Linked DNA regions of Mus musculus: region 2 is linked to region 1. The links are chromatin contacts, called in public HiChIP or PLAC-seq maps. All regions are on one chromosome and are shown on one strand. The core of a region is the stretch at or near the end of the contact, and the rest is flanking DNA. Distances in the headings are between cores, read along the strand shown. Region 1 holds the start of Lsamp (limbic system-associated membrane protein). Region 2 overlaps Lsamp (limbic system-associated membrane protein).

Region 1 (6,691 bases), core at 1,794-4,293:
AAAGCAGACTGGATCCAGTTAAAGAGCCTGAGGAGAAGGTCAGCTAAGAAAACAAAAGTAACTCACTCTATAGTTACTTCTGATAGAGCTCCACCAACCTCAAAAATAAAGCCTCGTCTCAGTCAGAGAAAATAAAAAGGAGGGCATGTTAGGTGAGGTCTGGAGAAGCAATGGATTCCCATAGGTGACTTATTTGCATGTTGTTTATCTGTCTTCCTTCTCCCTGGGAATAACTGGTGTTGGATTTGTTCCCTTTCCTCAGACTCCATTTCTACATTGTAATATCTGAAAAACTGTGATAATTAAAAACAAAACAAAATTCCAAATTCTTTGCGCAATCATCATGCAAACACATATCCATACCGTACAGATCTTTTTGTAATGAGAATGCCTCTTCTAGATGTAGACATCTATGTGTTCCCTACATGGAAGTGCCAGCATCCATTTATTCTGCTCATTAACACGTCCATGTTTCTCTGACTGTACCTTAGGATCCTGTGCTGCTCATTTACAAAGACATCAGGAACTCTTCAAAAATTTAAATCAAAAAGTTTTATACATTCAGAGTAGACCCATTTCTCACCTTTAATCTTGCAATCTTGGGAAACAAGTCACTTCTAGGGCAAGCATAAACGTAGAGCTCTGCTGCTAGTAAAGGGTTAAGGATGTTAGGGAATACGAATGTCAGCAGCTGAGAAGGCATGCTTGTGTGTTTGCAAAAATATTTTCTGCATTATGTCCAAATCCCTTTGCAAACAGATAAATTACTCTATAAATCTTATTACCCCGTGTGGATAAATCACAAATGCAGGTTTACAAAGCTAGGGAGCTACAAGGGGAAGTCCGCTCTGGTTAGGAGGGTATTTGGGATTCATAATCACTCAAAGCCCAGGAAATGAAGAAAGAAGTACTCACACACACTATCATGTGCTCACTCTTTTGCCCTCTGGAACAACACATGTACCTGTACATAAAACACACACACACACACACACACACACACACACACACCCCTAAAACATGCCATATCACACCACACACGATTTCATCTCTAACAAGGCTAAAGGGATCCCAAAGCAGGACATTCTGTGACAGCCAACCAAATTTATTTCTGAGAAAAGAAAAGAAAACTTTGCTGCTGTAGGCAGCTCTGCCACAGAACTGCTCCCTGATGCCCCGGGGTTTATGCACTATCAGCTCCTTGCACACAGATTAGAGGTTGATTTTCTATGGCATACTGTTTTTTATTGCCCCAGCCAGCAATATTACCTAGATAGACAGACCAACACTGGGTCATTATATTTGGAAGAAATGGGATTTTAAAAGATCTCCTAGGAAAATACTTTCTCCTTTTCTCCTCTTTTTCTATTATTATCTGCCTGAGAGTCGAATAAAGCTGGGAAGGGAGAGAGGAGAAGGGAAATAGAGGAAAGAAGCTTTGAGCTTTAAGGAAATGTAGTAATGACAAGGTATCATCCAAGTCTCTCTACCTTAGGAGGGTCAAACTCTCAAGGACTTGGGAAGCTTTTCCAAATTTCCATCCCAAATTATATTGCGGAGCTTGGCAGAGCTGCATAAGCATAAGACTTTGAACTCAATGATCAATTTGTAGTATCTAATGTAATATCAGGTTAATGCCTTCTCCTCCTCTGTTTAAGTTTTCTATTCTTAACGGCCTGCCATTAGGCTGGATCCTTTCCTTCCGTTCTCTCATTCTCGTGTTGATTTCTGTCCACATTCCCAAAAAGCCTCAGTAATCATCCAAAGTTGTAAGATTGATTTATTGCCTATGATGTCAATTCAGAGATCTTTACAGAAAGTCTTCTATCAGAACTACTGCTAGGGCAGACTGAGCCTTGCTGAGCAACACACACACACACACACACACACACACACACACACACACACACACGAACAAGAGAATGCAGCCTTGCGTACCACGTTTTGAAAGCCATAACTCAACAACTCTTGTGTCTGAATAGAAGAATCTCAACAAAAGTCTAAGTGCCAAGCGTGAGCAATTACCACAGCATGAATACAGCCCAATGCCACTAATGCCATAGATAAAGTTCGGCTTTCTTGACTAGAGAAAACAACATTCAAAGAACGGAACAACATTCCAAAAGCACCCTTGGCTCTTGACAGGGACCAGACTCCCTTAAATTTTGTTCCTGGCTAAATCTTCAAGTCGATACAAGGGACACACACACACACACACACACACACACACGCCCACTAACCCAGGGCAGCTGGAGTTCACTATTACACACACACACACACACACACACACACACACACACACACACACACACCAGAAAAGTTGCTCGCAAGCCCTACCTGAGGATGGCCGTGTCCCCCTGTCTCACGGTGATGTTGTCCGTGCCTCGGTTAAAATCCACGCTGCGAACGGGCAGTCCTGTGGGAAGAAGGCAGAGCAGTCTCAGTAGGACCAGCGGCAACTGTTTCCGATCGGGCTGAACTCTCCCGACCATGGTGGCCTCGGCGAGTTGGTCCGCGGTGGACTCGCGTGTGCGCGCTGCTGGCCACGGAGAGGGGCTCTAGCGCGCGGGGCTCGCAGCCACTGCCAAGGCTGCTCGGGCGGGTCCAGCGCGCACTCCCTTCCACTTTGCCTTGCTCTTTCCCTCGCTTAGTCTCTTTTCCCTCTGGGATTTAACAAAGCCCTCATCAAATCCAAGCAGGAGTCGGGGAGAAAGTGGAGGAACAAATTTTCCGAAGGAAGAGTGCAAATATAAAATGCTTTAATGATGAGGAGGCGACTGTCAATGGCAGGGGTGCTTCCTTAGACTCTCTGTAGCTGGCTGCTTCTCTGCCAGCGTCTGGGCTGAGCTGCTTCCCTCTGTAACCCACTTTCCCAGGCAGCAGGAGAGCCTGCCAGGGAGAGTAAAGAAACAGCCTCTTGCAGCAGCAGCAGCAGTAGCGGCAGCAACCCAGGAGCTCTCTCCCCCTCCTCTTTCTTGTTTCTCCCTCCAGTCCCTGTTCTCTCTCTACTCAGCACCTCCCCCCTACCCTGCTGGTTTTCAACAGCCCCACCACGTCATCCCCTCCTCCCACCCCTCAGCGTGGCCCCTTGCTTTGCACAACTGCCCTCTTCACCAGCAGCCAGCCTCAATGAAAGCCTGATGCGCCTTTGGGTTGTCAGGACAACAGCTCCATCTGAGGCCTGGCTGATTTCCTTAAGAAGAGGGGATGGGGCTCAGAGGTACTGTTAAGACAGGGAAGGGGAGGTGGACTTAAGCTGTAAAAGGACAGGAGAAAGGGTCCAGGAAAGGAGAGGGAAGGCATGGCAAGAAAGAAATGCAAACCTTGACAAATGGAGTTACATACACATGGATAGGAAGGCATACTGCAGAATGGACCAGAAAAATGAGAAAGGATGAAGAAACTAGCCAGGCTGAGTCTCAAACTGAAAGCCAAGGTTGGTTTCAAAGTCCTGGCAAATGGCTTTCCACACTCGCATGGTATTCACCCTTTCTCCTCTCCTGAAGTATTTAAAAGGTTTATTTTCTCTCCCCTCTTCATCCTCCTCCCCCGCCACCCCCTCCAAGCCCCTTATGAAAGATGGATTGGAGACAATGCTGGCATTGAGTGGCTCGGGGTGTGAATGCTTGTCTTGTCTTTCCCAAGTGCCAGCCAAAGCAGCTGAACCTTGATCCCCATATCAACCTCACTCTCCAGGAAACCCACAGGCAGACACCTGAGGGATGGGATTCGGGATTATCATTCACATGGTCCATTGCAGCTAGCTCGCCAGGTTTCTAATGCCACTGGCTTCTCAAGAAACCCAGCGATACAAGGAAGTAGATCTGAACATTTGTCATTTACAAGGAGATCTAAGTCTATAGATAGCACTATACTGAATGCAGATGCCAAACAGGTGTAAGGAATTAGCACTTGTCACTCCTACACAGCTACCCAACCTAGCCAGTGCTGTCTGTAAGGAGTAAACCCACCATAGTCACTCAAGGGAGAGTTTCAATGCCAGGCAGCTCCCTCAGCCCTGAGGCTGGAGACGGGATCAGCTGAAGACATCTCTTCTCTCCCGAATATCCTCCCTCTCTCAACACTCACAGAGTACAAGAGACAGTGTTATAAAGTCTACAAAACAAATTATAGTCAGCTTTACACAACTGACATTGCAAGACTCATTTCCCCAATCAAGAGACAGCAAATCCTTCCAGGTTCGAGGTTGTATGTGAAAGAGGCAGGGGGTAGGAACAGATATGTAGTTTCCAGGTTTGAGCAAGCAAATCACCCTCAGACCCCAAGAATAAGCAATTACCCTTGGTTTCCTTTTGACTTCTTGGTACCAGCAGAGCTTTGGAATTTCACCTGTTTCCTCTGTGATAGCAAGGAAATTTGACAAGGGCAGCTGTACCTTGTATCTTAGTAAATGTGATAAAACATCCTGGCCAAACACAGCATGGTGAGGACGGACAGCTTTGCTGGCTTACCCTTCTACATCACAGTCTACCATCAAAGAAGCCAGACAGGAACTCAAGGCAAGAATCTGGAGGCAGGAATAAAAGCCCCTTGTGGCTTGATCAGCCTGTTTTCTTAAACAACCCAGGACCATCTTGCCCAGGTGTTTCTCCTGCCAGTAGTATGGAACCTCCCGCCCCCAATAATTAAAACAGAAAATGCCCCATAGACTTGCCTACAGGACACATTTATGGAACCGTTTTCTCAGTTAAGACTCTCTCTTCCCCAGCATAGCTAAGATTGAGTGAAGCTGAGGAAGCCAACCAGGCCACATGGTTAGCTACAGACACGTGCAACCAAAAAAATCATAGCAAGAGGAATAAGCTGTGAAACCCCAACAGAACTCAAGCCCTAAGGAGTCACTCACAGATGGTATTTGCCTTGTCCCCCAGAATATTTAAAGGATTTTTGGACAGTATTTTATTAGTTTAGAGGTAGATGACTTCCTACAGATTATGGGAGAAAATACTTTAAAGTATTGGAATCTGAATTGTCCCAAGTCAAGGTTTATAAAGTCAATGACTTTTATTTTCACTGTGAGTTCATTTCACCTAAATCAAGATGGGCTTTGTCAGTGGTGATGAGCAGTCTTAGAAAGCAGGAATGAGCCATGGCTGGCTCGGGACACGGCTGTTGAAATTTTGAGCTCATTTTATCAGTGAAGAGATGGCTAGATAAAGTGGTTAGTTGAGTCATAAGTGCTGTAATAGGCAGTGTGAATGGAGCAAATGAGTTTAGCATGCTAAAGGGGGTGGTGTCAAGATTGGCAACGTCTTCCCATACATTGCCAACAGGCTTGACCATCCTTGCCAAGGATCTTGTTGCTGTTAGACATGGATGATTTGCTTGCACAATGACTTAGATATAGAATATGTTCTTTTGTTGTAAGGTGTTCCTCTACTATCAGAAAGAAAAAAAAATAAAGAGATGGTGGACATAGACCTTACAAAATGTCTTAATTCTATTGACCATGCCAGGAAAGTGATATTGTCCACTGGGGACACAGTGTATTCCTAGATGCCACGGCAAGAAGGACTAGACCCATAAAGATCAATGCAATGCCTCAGTGGACAGGATCTTGTGTGAGAAAGGAACAGAATTATTTATTTATTTATTTATTTATTTATTAAAATTACAATACTAGTAATTTTTTGTGACAGAGGTCAACACATGACTTTTACCTAATTTCTGTACCAACAAATTCTTGCTACTTAGCATGAGTGACATCCTAGGAGTTGTTTAGAGCAAACATGATGCTTGCAACCCCATGCACAAAGTAATTCACAGAAGTAGCATCAGAAATGTAGCATTTGTAGTTAACCAATCACATTTTGGTTTTGTCTCTGTAGTCATACTAAGGAAAACATATATTACATAGTCAAGATTATAATCACAATCAAAATGGAAAGAGTGAAACTAATTAAGAAGAGAAAAAGCACAAGTACATATTTGCATAGAAAAAATTCTGAAAAGCAATTAAGATATATATATATATATATATATATATATATATATATATATATATATATATATCTTTATTAAGCTTAGCCTGGTTCTTGGGGAAACTTTAGTTTTACTTAATTGACTTGCTGTGAGGACATAAGGTAAAACACAATCTTTAAAGGAAGACCATAGTTTAGGGGATCTTTAATGAAGAATGTTCAGCAATTCAGTCCAATTCAAGAAGAATTTTAGCCATGAAGCTTATTAGATAAGTTGATAATACAATGGCATTTACATTCAGAGAGAACTTCAGGAACTTCTTTCTCCCAACACTTGGCCCCAAAGGAGAGTTTATGATTGTTAAGTATAAGAATGGAGGAATGGCTGACTTTCCTACCCCACACATAATGTAAACATTAGTGTTCATAGAGTAATGCATCCATCAACTTCTCCTGGCCTGGTTCAGTCTAGACTCTCAGAACATCCCCTCTTCTTGCCCTCAGTGAGTTCTGGTTTTCACTCTCTTATAATCCCCTACTTTCTGTTACACCAATAGAGTATAAAACTGGATCCTGTATTTCATCCTCATGGCCATTCTCCACCTAACTACCTTACTATCAACTCCTCTACTACTTTCCTTCCTTAGAAATGTCAAGAGAGAAACAGATAGGTGACTTTCTGAAAGGCATACAGGCTATTTTCCCAGAATCACTCTATACACGCTTGTGAGCAGCTTGGCATAAATGAA
Region 2 (6,691 bases), core at 1,275-3,774, 590 kb before region 1:
TGCTTTCTAACCTTCATGTTGTTGGTATTGGTAGGTCTCAGGTCTTCTTGGGACATCCTGTGCAATATCTCCCATGGGTGCTTAAAAATATCAGGTTGCTGTGTGGTTCTGAGTGAATGTTGATTTAAATGCTTAGTCTACAAACCATGTCAACTGGAATATGTGGTAAAGGAGCTGCAACATATCTGTCTGATGGATTACATCTGTGGTTTTATGTGGTTTGATTAAGTCCCCTAAGAATTCCTGTGCTGGAAACTTGGTCTCCAGTCTGTAGACATTAGGTGGTGGAACCTGGAAGAGATGAGGTTTAGTGGGAGGTAATTGGGTCATTGAATCATTGTCCATGGGAGAAATTTCTTAGAGGATCCTGGTTAGTTAGCAAGGAATATTGTTATAAGAGAGCAAACTGCCTAGTCTCTTATCGTGTGATCATCTCGCTTGTGTACATCTGTTCCCATTATGCTATTTACTGTAGCCTGATGCAATCAGGGAGGCTTTGCAAGGGGCACTGAAGTGTTATTTGGATTCTGTTCTCCAAAACAGTGGAAAACGGGACTAATACAAACATTATATTGTAAAGCAATTTCACTGTTCTTCTCCAGCTTCGTCAATAAGAATGGAGGACCGAAGCAGCAAGTAGTTAAAGCTGGATAAAAAGGGAAAAAATACTCTAGATGAATCCTTTGGGAATAAAATAGAAGTAAGAATTCCCGCAGATCTTGATTATTTGCAAGATTGTTTTGTAATACGGAGGGTGAGGTGAAGATTTGAATTGCTGGACAGAGGCAGCAATGACCAAGATCCCTTCACCATTGTCATCAAAACGGCAGGGGTAATACTCGACCTGTTATTAGCGTTTCTGCCATGGCTGAGGATTAAATATCATGAGAGATGAGAGCAGCAGTTGCTGTTTTCAAGAGTCACATAAATCAATTGGCATTTTGTAAGTGAGTGTGTTAAACCCAGCAGGGCAGCTGCACTGTGGAAGATCAGCTAGGCAGAGTCCTGTAACTGCCTTTGAAATGTAATTAAAAGCAAAGCAAAACATAGCCATCCTCTCTGGCCCCTCCATTCTTCCTTTGCATGTCCAGATGCTGAAATGGCTCATTTGAGTTCACCCCTAAATCCCAGCTCTTTTTCCTGGATCAGCTCATTGCTGAATGTGGTTCTCCAATTCAGAGAGAACTATTCTTGCTTAACATCAATACATAGTCAATGGAAAGTGGAGGTGGAGGTGGGAAGTAGAGCAGCCAGGAACATGTTTCAGCGTAGACTGAAGTGATGCCGGCGTGGTGTTTCCAGCTAACATAATTTTGACAGCCTTTGGTAAGACTCTAGGGCCACTGTAACAATAACAAGGGGTCTGGTAGTTGGTGTCTTCCTTTTATACCAAGGTGTATAAGCTGGGGATTGAACAATCTGTGGACATTCATTTTGGGTTCCAGGTGTCTGCTTACTGCATCCTTCAGTATGGGGTTTTTAACCTTTCTGTGAAGCAGACAGATCAGTCTGGGAAGGGCCAAGTGCAGCTCAGGAGCACACATCTAGGCCAAGTGGGAGCAAAGAGGAGAGCTCTTGCCTGCTCTTAAAAGCAGCTGATTGACCAGGCTGGGCCAAGGCACCAAGGAAGGCTGTGAGGCCATCGGGCCGAAGCCTAATAGGAAAACAGCAGCAATTTGTCTCCAATGCTATTTATGTTTCAAGTGCTGGACAGGTTGTCAGTGCAAGTGAGGGTCGCTAAATTTACTGCCTTTCAGATTACAGCTACAGTCTCTGACTTGACAAGTCACTTCATTTAAAAAGCATAGCATGGGGGATATTTCTTCTTCTTTTTAAATAAAAAACAAAGGAAGAAAAAAAAAAGAGGCCACCAGAGGTTTCAATGTTTGAAATGAAGAAAGTGCATAAGACATTCTCAACCTGACACATGAATATTGGAAGAAGGTGGCTGCCCTTTCTAGCTTCTCTCTAATTAAATTGGAAGGGAGGATGGAACCAACGTTGTCAGTCCCACTCATCTGTGGACTGGGCGATGTTTCACTGAGGGCAGGGACAGCATGAGAGTCTGCAGGGTTTCATCCTTAAAGGCCATCATTAGAAGCAATGGGTTACAAAACAGGAACAAATGATACCTACTCTTTTGATCCACCTTTAATTTGTTTTCTGAGGCCTTTAAATTCTGTGGAAAATAACTATAAGCAGAAAGAAGCACTTTGCTCTCTGGTGAGTGAAGGGGGTTAAAGATGGGTTACCTTGTAGAATAAGACTAACATTTCAAAATAGAAGTCTACAGAATAAAAAGCCCTAAATAGTCAAGCACGGACTTGAAAGTTGTGGATGGAATATCAGCACAGATTCCTAGCGTGTATAGTTATCAACAAATGTCTACGACTACCAAGCACCTGCCAATACGTTAATCAGGAAGCATAGAGAAAGAGGAAGGGCCCATCTCTAGCTCTTGTGCAACTTGCATTTTCAAATGGGGAGATGAAATCAAAAGATTTGGGGAGGCCCCAGCCTTCTTTCACATAGGAAAAAAAAGGGAATGACTGATGAGGTGACTCACATCTATAATCCCAGCACCTGTGTGGCTGAGGTAGGAGGATTTGAGACCAACTATGCATAATGATCAGGACAGTTTGGGTTAAAGAATAAGACCCCAAGTAAGGCATGAAATAAAAAGCCATAAGAAACAATATACTATTTTTTTTACATAAAAAGTAAAACCTCCATAGTAGAAACCTTTATCAAGCGCTATACAAATGACAGGCCGAAGAACCAATTTGTGGTATATATGACCTAACAGGATCACAGTAATATAGCGCTGAAGTTTCAACACTTCAAGGGTGGCCTAACATTTTGGGGAAGAGTTTGGTCACATCTATTCCAGCTGCACATGGGCATATATGAACCAGTGAGTCCACAGCTGTGCAGTGATGCTCAAAGGAGCAGAAGCAGCTACCGTCTTAGGAGAGGCCATGAGGCTTTATCCATATCCATAGACCGGGACAAGAGCCAGCCGGAATGACAGCTGCAAAAGCAGCAGGAACCATTTACCAAATATGTTGTGTGAAAGAAATAAAATAGGATGTAATCTTAAAGCCACCGTATGAACTCACACACAGGAAAATTCATCTCCATTTCTTCTAGGCATATTGTCGACAAAGTCATAAAGCAAATCAAGGAAGGGATCACAGCAAAGTGTTTATCATCGTCATACTTAAGGCTCATTATGTGCTCTTGTTTGTGCAGATTAGTTTATGTACGGTTTAATTTATGTAATATGGAATACTATGCTACCTAGTTATGATAATTGTGTTGATTATAGAATATTGCATATAATATATTATTTATATTTACAAATATATGTGCATACAGGAACAAATATCTTCATATGCATAATTTTGACCTACTTGTTTATATGTGAAGATTGTCTAAGTAATGTTAGCAGTCTTACTTCCGGCCCACGGGACTGTTAGTAATGGAAGCTTGTGGCAGGAAACTTTCTTTTGCTTAGTTGATGCTCCCCTTTTATGCTACCCTATGCTGTTCACATTCCTGACATACATCCTCTATTCTTCTTATAGTAAAGCATTTTAAAAACTGGAATTGGGTTTATTTAAATTTCAGTATAGGAAAAGCCTTTCTTGTGCTTGTGGCTTTATTCCAAAGGCAAATTTCTAAAAACAAAGAAAGAAAGAAAGAAAGAAAGAAAGAAAGAAAGAAAGAAAGAAAGAAAGAAAGGAAGAAAGAAAGAAAGGAAGAAAGAAAGGAAGAAAGAAACAACAACACACAAACCAAACAAACTTCCCAAATTAAATAAAACAAATTCTGACCCAGCACTTGGAAGGCAGAGGCAGGCAGATTTCTGAGTCTGAGAACAGCCTGGTCTACAGAGTGAGTTCCAGGACAACCAGGGTTATACAGGGAAGCCCTGTCTTGAAAAACAGAAACAAAAACAAAAACAAAAAAATTCTGAGATGGTTCCATTTCTAGAATAAAGGAAGACAAATTAATTGGCAAATAATACAGCCATCCCAATGAAAGGAGAATAGTATCAAACAAACCAATATCATATGAAACAAGACCAATTTCCCAGTTAAGTGGGCAGGACGAGGTTTTAGTGTGTGCCCTGTACGTCTCACTGTATCTCTAACCTCCGTCATTCACCGTCCAGCCACAGGATGAACCACAGCTGTGGTCCTCATCCACGCAGCTCTGAGTAGAGAGAGCTGAGCTTGGCTTGCTGTTAGAAGCTCTTGTTGATAGCAAACACAGAAGTGGATGCTCACAGTCAGCTATTGGATGGATCACAGGGCCTCCAATGGAGGAGCTAGAGAAAGTACCCAAGGAGATAAAGGGATCTGCAATCCTATAGGTGGAACAACAATATGAAATAACCAGTACCCCTCCTCCCCCCCCCCCCCCCCGGAGCTCTTGTCTCTAGCTGCATATGAATCAGGAGATGGCCTAGTCGGCCATCAGTGGAAAGAGAGGCCCATTGGTCGTGCAAACTTTATCTGCCTCAGTACAGGGGAATGCTAGGGCCAAGAAGTGGGAGTGGGTGGGGGAGCGTGTGGGGGACTTTTGGGATAGCATTGGAAATGTAAATGAAATAAATACCCAATAAAAAAAAAAGAAAAAAAAGAAGCTCTTGTTGACTGAGAGGGGTCTGGGAATTGAAGGTGACAGTGTTTCTTTGCACACTCACAGGAATTTTCCTACCTACCCCTCCACCTTTAGCATCATTTTGCAAAGTTCTTCTTACTGATTGATGGATTTTGCTGGTTTACCCAGCAAGGATTAAACCACCCACCATCTTTTGTCAGCATCACTATTCACTTTTCATATGATGTGTACTCTACGTACTATATTTTTATGAGTGATGATTAGTAGCTGAATAGCCTTAGGCAGAATCTTTGACCCTGTTACTAGGATGTCCCTTTCAACCTGAATATTTGGAGAAGGATTCAACCTACATTTCCTTAATAATCCAAATGATGAGTCTCAAAGGAAATGGAAGTGTGAGTAGGATGTAGATATAATTCACTCTTGCCCTAGTGTGTTTTTTTTTTCTTTTATATTCCCTCAACCCCAGAAAAACTCAGTGTACAGCCCGACTCATTAGGAACTTCTGAACTTCCCTATTAGCTTCGCACCTCCTCCTTCAACATGTGATGTCGGTAGGCATGAATTACAAAATTGTTTCCTTATACATGTGCAATTAAAGAGTCTATACAGAGACATTTCTCAGATGGCAAGAACAGTCAATAGCTAATAACTGCCATAGGAAAATATTGGGCTCAGGGTTTCTTCCTTATTATATAGCATTACAAGCAAGCATTTAAATGCACTCAAATGACTTCTATCAGAGAAAAAGGTTGTTGTGTTACATCTCAACCCTGTGCTAAGGCCATTTCTTCTCGGTTTGGGTAGTTGACCAGTCAGTCTACTTGGAAGTTTGCAACCTCACCTTAAATCTTATTCCTACCATGGGGGAACCTCACTGTGGTCACACAGAGTAAATGTCCAGACACTTCATTGATAATGGACTTCAATCTAGAGATGGTCAGATTTAAGACAGTCAATAATAGCAGAGCATATCTCCTCAGATACCACTGTCCATTTATGCAAGGGTCTCTCGAGTCTACCCAAAGATCCTATATTTAAAATGCAAGCCATTTGGACTATAATTACTTTAGCACTTCCTAGAAACGACTTCACTGGAGTGAGACCACAGTTCCTCTATCAGACAATGAAAAGACATTACCCATTTGAACACATTTTTTTTTCTATGAATTTCATAAACTTCAGTCTAATATCTTTTATAGTGCCTTATTTAGTAGCGTATATCAAGACTTTACGCATCAGATGGTTCTAGAAGAAAATAGCTCTCCAATTAGGACTAATATTTTAAATTAAAATAGCTATTTTAATGTTTTCCCTTTTGCTCTTACTTTAGAGAAGTTATGTGAGTATATTACCCAGATTACAAGCATGCTGTCCATTTATCTCAGGTCCCTGGCAACATGCTTTCCAGTGTTTCCCAAAGTGGTCCATGAACCACCTACATAGGAATTCCTTGGTAATTGTTTTTACATAGAGATCACTGGGACCTTCACAAACATACTCAGACTTTCTGTGGTAGTTCTAGAATTCATGGCATTAGAACCATCTAGGTGAGGCTCAGGTACTATCTGTTTGACCTTAGTGTCTGACATCCTGACTAACATCTGGGCTTTTGTTCCCCTCCAAAGAGTCAGATTGGATCAGGAACCAATCTGCATTTTAGGACACTGAATTTGAAGGAGAGAAAAATTACGAGAGAAACTCATAACTTTTATTGAATTCTATCCCCTTTCCTGAACTAACAATTCAGCCCCCACTTGTTGGGTACCACTTTGTATCTCACAGCCTGCTGACATGTTAGCTCATCTATCTATAATCTTATTTTTGTTCTTTCTTGATAAATGAAGAAAATAAAGTTCAGGAAAGAAGGGACTTTCTGGATGCCACACAGATAGAAAGGAGTTTTTAAATTCAGTATATGATGCCAACATCTTAACTCTAATTCTGTAATTGATCTTCATCTTGCTTCCTCGTTCTAGGTATTAGGCTCTTGAGAAAAACCAATGCCATGCTCTGTCTTGCTTGGAGCTCAAAACACAACTGGGTCTCTACTCCCAACAGC

Evidence for each region. HiChIP or PLAC-seq counts read pairs in DNA pulled down with a chosen protein or histone mark.
Region 2: a contact with region 1 is called in an H3K27ac HiChIP or PLAC-seq map of SST interneurons, with 6 times the contacts expected there. The contact joins the enhancer-like site here to the promoter of Lsamp in region 1. A contact is called at or near these places in 1 of 484 Hi-C or Micro-C datasets (cerebellum) and 4 of 115 datasets of contacts at active chromatin or transcription factors (SST interneurons, astrocytes, embryonic midbrain and 1 more).

What each region holds. Positions count from the first base shown.
Region 1 is chr16:41,529,178-41,535,868 of GRCm38.p6, reverse strand. Lsamp (limbic system-associated membrane protein) reads right to left here and starts at 3,043. Exons shown (of 7, transcript NM_001347236.1): 1 at 2,338-3,043. The coding sequence starts at 2,492.
Region 2 is chr16:42,118,279-42,124,969 of GRCm38.p6, reverse strand. All of the region lies in intron 3 of Lsamp (limbic system-associated membrane protein), which reads right to left. Among named protein-coding and RNA genes, the nearest start is that of Gm52229, 160 kb to the right of the region's middle. Within about 2 kb of position 2,524, at least 6 of the 459 cell types and tissues checked have an H3K27ac peak or open chromatin away from gene starts, as enhancers often do. A contact at or near this core is called in SST interneurons, where this site is marked.